Regions from separate parts of the Gossypium hirsutum genome. Here regions 2 and 3 are each linked to region 1. Evidence: chromatin contacts called from public Hi-C data. All regions are on one chromosome and are shown on one strand. Each heading gives the region's core, a stretch centred on a gene start, on an enhancer-like site or on the middle of the called end of the contact. The rest is flanking DNA. Distances are from core to core; before and after follow the strand shown. Region 1 holds the start of LOC107893937 (putative E3 ubiquitin-protein ligase LIN-1). Region 2 holds the start of LOC107961744. Region 3 holds the start of LOC107961745 (enhancer of rudimentary homolog).

The links. A called contact is a pair of places that touch in the nucleus more often than the background predicts.
Region 2: a contact with region 1 is called in a Hi-C map of leaf, with 2.1 times the contacts expected there. The contact joins the promoter of LOC107961744 here to the promoter of LOC107893937 in region 1. A contact is called at or near these places in 5 of 34 Hi-C or Micro-C datasets (leaf and petal).
Region 3: a contact with region 1 is called in a Hi-C map of leaf, with 4 times the contacts expected there. The contact joins the promoter of LOC107961745 here to the promoter of LOC107893937 in region 1. A contact is called at or near these places in 4 of 34 Hi-C or Micro-C datasets (callus and leaf).

What each region holds. Positions count from the first base shown.
Region 1 is chrA06:41,528,734-41,531,679 of Gossypium_hirsutum_v2.1, reverse strand. LOC107893937 (putative E3 ubiquitin-protein ligase LIN-1) reads left to right here and starts at 1,433. Exons shown (of 12, transcript XM_041115868.1): 1 at 1,433-1,676; 2 at 1,931-2,088; 3 at 2,241-2,303; 4 at 2,386-2,734.
Region 2 is chrA06:41,276,562-41,279,507 of Gossypium_hirsutum_v2.1, reverse strand. LOC107961744 reads right to left here and starts at 1,413. Exons shown (of 4, transcript XM_016897843.2): 1 at 437-1,413. The coding sequence starts at 529.
Region 3 is chrA06:41,320,954-41,323,899 of Gossypium_hirsutum_v2.1, reverse strand. LOC107961745 (enhancer of rudimentary homolog) reads right to left here and starts at 1,507. Exons shown (of 4, transcript XM_016897845.2): 1 at 1,322-1,507; 2 at 916-1,009; 3 at 244-364. The coding sequence starts at 1,324.

The DNA of each region.
Region 1 (2,946 bases), core at 184-2,683:
ATAATTTAAGCTTTGTTGTATAATATTTATTACATTATTTGGTTAAGTTGCATGTTTTAAATTTAAAAAATTACTAATATGTTAAGTTGTACTTAGAGTTGTTCATGAATTGAGTCGGGTCCTAATGAAATTTTAGGTCCAATTGTTAGCTTTTGGTCTAGTCTAACCAAGAAAATGGGCTTAAATATTTGTCTAAACCCAGCCCGAATAAAAATGCTAAAATTTAGATCCAATCCGACTTGACCCGTATTAATTTTTTTAACTTCAATTTTATGTAAAAAAATTTAAAAAATATAATACACCAAATATACTTAAAACATTAAAATAAATGTTTCCCAACAAATTGAAAATAAATTAAAAAAGTGTTTATATTTAAATAACACTAAGATAAGTGGAGCTTAATAAGTAAATGCCTCTAAAATAGTAGCAAAATAAACAATAAAGTAAGTGTTATACAATATCCAAACATTAACAACAAAATAGTAGCAACATAATAGTGAAATGATAACAAATAGTGGCAAAAAGTGGGAAAATAACAACAAAAACAGCAAGGTTTTCTATTGAAAATTTAGGTTGGGTCGGACTCGGGGCCAAAAAAACATTACCCGAGATCTAACCCGTTTTCTATATGAACTTTTTTTTTGTCCAAACTCATTTTTTAAATTTATATTTTCACCCAAACTCTCTTATTTTTTTTGGACAGACTCGACTCAGGCAATGTACAACTCTAATTATAATTGATTTTCAACTTATGTACAACATAACAGTAAATAACAATATTTTATAAGCAATTAATAACATAAATATAAAAGGAGTACTAAATAATTTATAATAAAATATAAAAACATTATTTCATAAAATAATAAATTATATAAAACATAAAAATAAAAAATGATAATAAAAAGTAATTGTAAATTTATAACAAAAATTCTCAAATTTGTATAACTTAATAACAAAGTAAAAAATAGATATTTATATAAATATCATAATATTTTTAATACCAAAATGAAAATATATAATTTAAAAGTTTAACTTACAATTAAATTAATAATTACATATTTTTAAAATTACTAAACAAAATTAATTAGTTAATTTTTGTAAAACATATAATTTTTGTATTTTAAATAATTCACGTGTTAATACGTATAGAAAAAAATAAAATAAAAAATCATTACATATTTATTTTATTGATATTATGCTTTAATTTTTTATTATATTTATTTATATTTTAAAATTAAAATTAAAATTAATATTGATTTAATATAACACCGATTGTTTTTTTTTTTGACAAAAATCAGATTGGGCTTATTTGACCATAAAACGTAATATCCAACAAATCAAAACAGAAATAAACTAGACAAAAAGAGGCCTAACACTTAAGCTTTGGCCCAAAAGGAAATTCAAAAACTAAATTAAGAGTATTCTAGAATACCATAATTATAACCCCTATTCTGCACAATCAGAAAACCTGTTGCACGTCTTGTCTGCTAGGCTGGCATTTCTTCTTCAAGACGTTTTCACAATTCCAAAGGGGGCATTTAACACTTTGTCTGTTGATCTGCCCATTTTCACAGCTTCCCTTTCTTTCTCTTCTTCTCTATCCATTTTCAATCCGGTTCACACACACTATCATTTACTCTCTGAAATTCGGCATATTTAGGAACACTATCCACCAGGTATATCTCCTCCCTTTTCTTCATTGATTCTTTGGCTTGTAAATGTGCTAACATATTTGCTACTCTTGGGATATATGCAAACGTTAAGTTTCTAGATCTAAACATTATTTGCTGGATGTCATGTATATATGCTCCGATATGTGATTTTTCCTCTCTGTTTTCCTTGCATTTCTTGATGATTGATAATGAATCACCCTCAATATTGATCTTGGACCATTTCATCTCCATCCCGATTTGGACTGCTCTACAACAAGCGAGTGCCTCTGCAGTGAAAGCTGAGCCTATCTGGTGATGAATCTCTGAGCAAGATATTAAGGCCTTTCCTCCACTATTTCTAACCACTATCCCTGGAGCCGCTTGACTGATCTTTTATCATATGCTGCGTCAAAATCAATCTTCACTATCTGATCAGGTGGATGTTTCCATTTACTGACGTCCTGGGTAATTTTTTGTGTTTCTTTTTCATTCCCATCTACCTCACTGATGTAGCTCTGGACAAAATTTGCAGTTTCTTTCCCAGATCTACTAACTTTCTTATGTAATCTATTGTTTTTTTCTCCCCAGATTGCCTATAACGCGCAACAAAATAATCTACACAAGGAAATATTATTCTGGGCAAACACCCAGGTTAGCCATTGTAGAAATTCCATATTAGGTTCCTATAGAAGCTTCTGGAATGATAGTTCTATCCATATTGTCATTGATACAGGGCATTCCCAGAAGAGATGGTCCATTGTTTCCACTGCTGATTCACATCGAGGGCAGATTGCATATTAGTAATTAGCTTTCTGTATTGCATGTTAGCTCGTGTAGGCAAATAATTCCAGGAGATTTTCCAAACTGTAATCTTAATTTTGGAGGGTAGATAGCCATAGTTTTTTATAGAAATTGTTGTAGTCGGTCTGTAAAGCATAAGCACTAGGATCTTCCAACCTTGTTTATAGGCACTACGGATAGAGTATTCTCCCGAGAGTTCACCACTCCAAGCCAGGAAATCATCATGAGGAGCTTTCACCAGAGGAATATGCAGAATCTTCTCAGCTACTTTGTGAGGAAAGGTATTGACAATCTTCTCTCATTTCCAGCTTCTATTATGAACATCAATAAGCTCAGCAACTTTAAAATCACATAAATTATTAACAATTGACGGTAATCTATAATTTCTTTTATCCGGAATCCACGCATCATGAAGAACCGAGATATCCATGCCCCTACCCACCTTCCAGCAAAGTCCCTCCCCCAAAATTCCTTCTGCCGCCCATATACTTTT
Region 2 (2,946 bases), core at 164-2,663, 250 kb after region 1:
AAAAACAGGTAGATTCATTAAGACTGGAGATATAAACACATAAAAAAAATTGGATCTTTATATTCTATATCATCAACAACACTTAAACTATGCCAACTCAAGTACATAAAACAGGTAGATTATAACTGGACACATAAACATATGAAAGTTTAGATCCTTATATTCTATACCATCAACAACAACGCCTAACCTATGCCAACTAAAGTGCATAAAACAGGTGTAATAATCAAAGAAAAAACTAAAATTTTAGGCAGAAACTAAAATTTTAGGAAGAAACAAACTCAAATCAACATCCTATATGCTGCAGAATCAAAACAAGAATCTAAAACTAATGAATTGATGTAATAAAAGAACTGTTTGATGATAAAAAAGAATGCGGCCTAGTTTTTGTCATATAGAAGGACTACAAAATAAGTAATTGAGGCAAAGGACTAACCTTTTGCAATTGCAAGAATTCCTGTAGTAGGGTTTGATGCTTCAATCTAGCCCTAGTTCCTTCATCAACCGAGTTCACAGAAACCCTTTTCATCTTTAATTATTAAAATTGAAACCCAATTATCTTTTTTTTAAATAAACCTTTCTCAAGAATATATATAGGCAAAAAGAGATGATCTTTTGCCCTAAAATTTATAGCCCAGAAAACCGTATCCCATTCCAATTAGGAGAAATAAAAAAGAAAATCCAAAGAACCCAAAAAAGCACTTGTTTTTATTAACTTGTTCAAATTGAAAAATCAAAACTTGAAGAAAAAGCAAGACGCCGTTCAAGGCGGAATTTTTATTGAAAGATAAAGAAAAAGGAAATAATAAGGAAGATGGGGAGAGAAAAGACAACTTTCTCTGAAACTGGATGGAGAATGTGAGAACCCGAAAAAGCCCATGAAGAAGAACATGGAAAGACTTTGAGTTGAAGGAGTGATGGGAAGATAGCGGTACAGAGAAGGGTAAATGCGGGAATTAAGAAAGTTCATATTTTTAATTTTTGGGGAATAGAGAGAGAGAGCTCTGTGGTTGGAGGACAATTGAAGACATATCTCCTTCTTTATCTGTCTTAGCTTTTCATATTTCTTTTTTTTTTTGAATATTTAGGGGTTTGTTTAGTACAATGGTAAAAGCTGGCTGGACCATTTTAGACAGAGAAAGGAAGGATGTTTGGATAATGGGAAGGCAGGACATAAATGGCTACTGTTTTGTTTTCATGGGACTCGGGGTTGCAGTTTTTCCTACAAAGAAAGAACCTTTTACATGGTTGGACTTGGCTGGATGGCCAGCACAGCTACAATATATATATTAATTATTAATTTTGATTACACTATGACTTGCTATGACTTTATAAAACATGTGTCTAAGACATTGACACCCTCACGGTTCAACTTTTTTTTTTCTAAACGGTTCTGTGCAACACCCCTTGATTAAATTATGCATATATGCGCTTTTTTTTATAAACTTTAAGAAATTAGGTTTTTTTTATATATTTATGAAAATAGATAATTTTTAGAGAGAAAATAAATATGTTTTATAGGGTGTATTTTCAGGCAATGGCAACCTCAATGATCATAATTCCAACGGCTACATCTCCAATAGTCATATTTTTTCTTATATAAACCATTCTAAACTCCATTCTTTTTCATTCAAACTTATTCATTCAATTCTTAATTCTCTCAATAATTTTGTTTATTCTTTTTGGTTTTATTTTATTCTTTATAATTTGTAAAATGACAAATCATCTTATTCATTTGGATGACAAACACTTCTCTAGTGTCCAATTACAAAAGATAAGAAAATAGTATTAAATTATTAAATTATAATTAGTTAATTATTATATTGTTGACATTATTAAATTTATAATTTTTTGTTCATATATTCAAGCCAAAGATAAAATTTTGGAGACATACATACACAATTTAAGTGTGAGTGCACTGGTTGCCATTCATGGACATTTGCGAGACGCGAGATTCTTGTACATGGTTTGTATTCTCAGGGGACTAAATTGGGTCCCTCACTTATCAGTGCTTCTTTGGTAGAAAGATGTAGACCCAAGATACACACATTCTATCTTCCCTACGATGAGTGTATAATTACACTCGAGGATGTTAGTTTACAACTCGGTCTACCAGTCGATGGTGAAGTCGTTACGGGGGTAGTAATAAGTGCCGATTGAAGTGCAACATGCAAGCTACTATTAGGGAAGGTGTTGAACAAGTTTGGGGGTAGTTGAATCGAGATGAGATGGTTGGAAGACAACTTCAAAAGTATCAACGTCTCCATGAGTGACGTTGACAAAGAACACTTCGCACACACATTCATCTTGAGGTTGATCGAAGGTCTGTTTATGCCAGATAAATCTCGAAATGTGGTACATTTAAGGTGGCTACTACTAGTAGTCAACTTGAAAGAAGCAGGATGACTCAATTGGGGATCAACGGTGTTGGCGACATTGTACTGAGAGATATGTTAGGATATGAAACGAGAAAAAAGTTACAGCGATTGCATGCTCATTCTTCAATCGTGGGCATGGTACCGACTACCATTTTTATGGCCCCAAGCGGACCCCCTTATGAATTCCCATTTGTAATATGGTAAAATTCATTTGATAATATCATTATCCTAATATTTATTTCATTATTGTAATTTTGAAATAACACATTATTTGAATAGGTGGAATAATCGTGCGACCACCTCGGATTGTCGTGAAATTTGGAACTTGGTTCGCCACCATCGGTGGAAACAATTCGTGATTTTACCGACCACACTTGTAGTAATACATGTAGTTTAGAGTTTTACGCTAATTTAGAAATTGCAAGAGATAATCGGGTATACATAAGGCGTAAGTGGATAGACATTGCCCCTGAACGTTTTTACGAACATTACAACATCCCTTTTTATCACAGCGAATATATTCCAAACATAGACCTCGATAAATTTACAAACATAAATATGGATATCA
Region 3 (2,946 bases), core at 258-2,757, 210 kb after region 1:
ATTCATTTGAAAACACATTTGAGTTTCAGCAGAAAAGGCAACTTTTCTACGGTGACTCATGGACTCAAAATACATGCTTATTCCTCAGGGTTCAGGTTCTACAATGAAAAATCATGCCTTTAATAGACAGTTTTTAAGACACTTGATCAACACATGACTGAGTAAACATGAAATATTACATAAGATAGATGATAATGTTCAAAGAGAAAAGGGTGTACGAAAAAAAAAGATTGAAAGACATACACAAGGGCACTCATATCTGCAAGGCCATCAATAAAATTGTAAAGATCAACAATGTCATATGTGATGTTTCTTGTTGCTGGATTTAGCTCCTTAAGTTTCCTTTCATATAGTCCACATATACCTTCACACGTCAAATATTATAAAACTGTAAAGCTTGTCCAATCATTTGGAACCAGTAATTCGAAAAACACATGCATAATTAAATCTAAGGATCACTTCAAACATATGCATAATCTCCAAAAGGAACAGTCCACTCCCTGTACTAGAATCTGTTTTCAAGAACAAACTAATGAAGTATGAACTTAAAAATCATAGCAGCAGTCATCCAAAACAAACATTTAAGACAACAAATACACCGTCAATTTTGACACAAACCCGATTAATCCAAACCAGAACCAAATCCAATCCGATTTGATCATAAAAAGTTAATAACCCAAAGCTGTCCAACCTAAACTTGAATTAATCAAACCCAAAACTAATCCAAATCTGAAACCAAATCACCCGACCCTCAAACCCAAATCAGCCTGAACATGAAATGACCAAACCTAAAATTTGAGTTTGACCCTATCCTGATTGATCCAGTCCAAAACCAACCCAACCCGTGCAATTGATAGCTCTAATAACAAACAACAAAAAGCAAGACACTGTAAGCAAAAATAAACGAAAAGATACCATCCATGGCTTGAGTTACGGAAGAGTAATCCATAAATGTTCTCGTTGATCTGTTCTGTGAAGTTTGCATCAAAACAATGGTGTGCTTGTTTGCCTAAATTCCCAAACAAAATAACACATAGGCAATTAGGGGAAAAAATCACTAATACTAAAATAAGTTTGAGCGTAATTATAACGCGGGGAAAGAATTAATAAACCAACATTAGTTCCTAGCAAAGAAATATTCAATCTTTAAGTAATAAAAAGAAAATAGCTGCAATTTGCTCGGTTTCAAGAGCTGTGTGCCCTATTCTGTATTGAAAAGGAAACGCTTAACGAAACCCTAGTTTAAAGAGGCAAGAAAATGAATTTTTACAAGCAATATTTGATTGAATTTGGGGACAAAACAGAAGGAAAAGGGAATTACCATGCGATTATGATAGATGGAACTGAAAGAGAGAATCTGCTGCCAACGTTAAACTGCTGAAATCAAATGCGGTTCCAATGGAAGTCCCCAAAACAGAGTTTTTTATCTTAAAATAAAATTAAATTAAGAAAGGTTAAAATGTGCTCTAAGTCCTTGTATCCTCTTGCATTTATAATTTAGTCTCTCTATTTTTAATTTCTTTGCTTTTTGGATTTTGATATTTAGGTCAAGTGTTGATTTTATTTTTGTTGTTAAATTTACTAGTGTAAAATTTTGAAATAGAAAATATTTACTTAAGTATCATATAATAAAAATGGTATTATAATATACTTGTATTGAACTGAAGAAGTTAACTCTTCTTAACAATTCAGCTTACATTTTTATATTCAAAATATAGAAAAATTAAAATTTTGAAAATACCAATAAAGGACTAAATTTCAAATGTTTAAATAGTATAAGAAGTTAAAGCATATATTAACCAAATTAAAATTTTAAAAAGAGCAACTGATGTCTCCCTAGTCATTAGAATAGTTGACGAAGACTTTGACTTAAAGCATATATGTCGATATTTCTTTAAGGGCATGATTGTCCAAAAGAATTGAATTCTGGTTTAGGGTTAAGTAGATGAGTTTAGGCAGGTTCAGTGGTTAACTTAGTTTATTTCATTATGCGGGTCGATTTTCGATAATTAGATTTATTTAAATGATTTATAGACTAATTTACCTATAAAGACATATTTTCAAGTATATTTATGGAAATGGATTAATTTCTGCATTATTTATCGAAAATAGCTGATTTTGACAAAATGTGTGCACGTAGAAGCATTTTAGGGTGAAATTTCAGCAAAATGCGCCCTTGGGGAGCAATTTTGCCATGTCAACACAAAAGGCGCTGACGTGGACGCGCTTTACTAACGTGACGAAATCACTCCCCTAGGGGCGCGTTTTGCTCTGTGTTTTTTCTAGGTTAAGGCTTTTTGCATGTTTAGTCCTTAGGGTTTTTAGGGTTAGGGTTTTGATAAAATAATTTAGGCTTAGGTTTGTAGGGTTTAGGGTTTTGTTAAAATAATTTAGAGTTTTGGGTTTTAGGAATTTTAAAAAATAAATCAGGATTTATTTTTTAAAATTAATTAAATTAGGGTTTATGGGTTTAAAATAAATTAATTAAATTAAGGTTTAGTATTTTTTAAGAAAATTAATTAAATTAGGGTTTATTTTTTAAAATAATATTGTATTTAAGTTTAGGGTTTAGGGAAAATTTTATTGACAATAAGGATTTTTTTTTCCACAGTAGTTCCTGAAAAAATAATTTTGAGAATACGACTCTGAACAAATAGTGTGAAAAATGCTTCAGGTAGGATGCACTGTTAGTAAAATTATTGAAAAAAGCTCTCACGTGGACGCTCTTTTTCTATAGTAATTCCTGAAAAAATAATTTTGAGAAGAAGTTTCTGAACAAATAGTGCCAAAAACGCTTCAACTAGGATGCACTGTGAGCAAAATTACTGAAAAACTCTCACGTGGACGCTATTTTTCTACAGTAGTTCCTGAAAAATAATTTTGAGAAGACAGTTATGAACAAATAGTGTCAAAAAAGCTTTAAGCAGGATGCACTGTCAGTAAAAT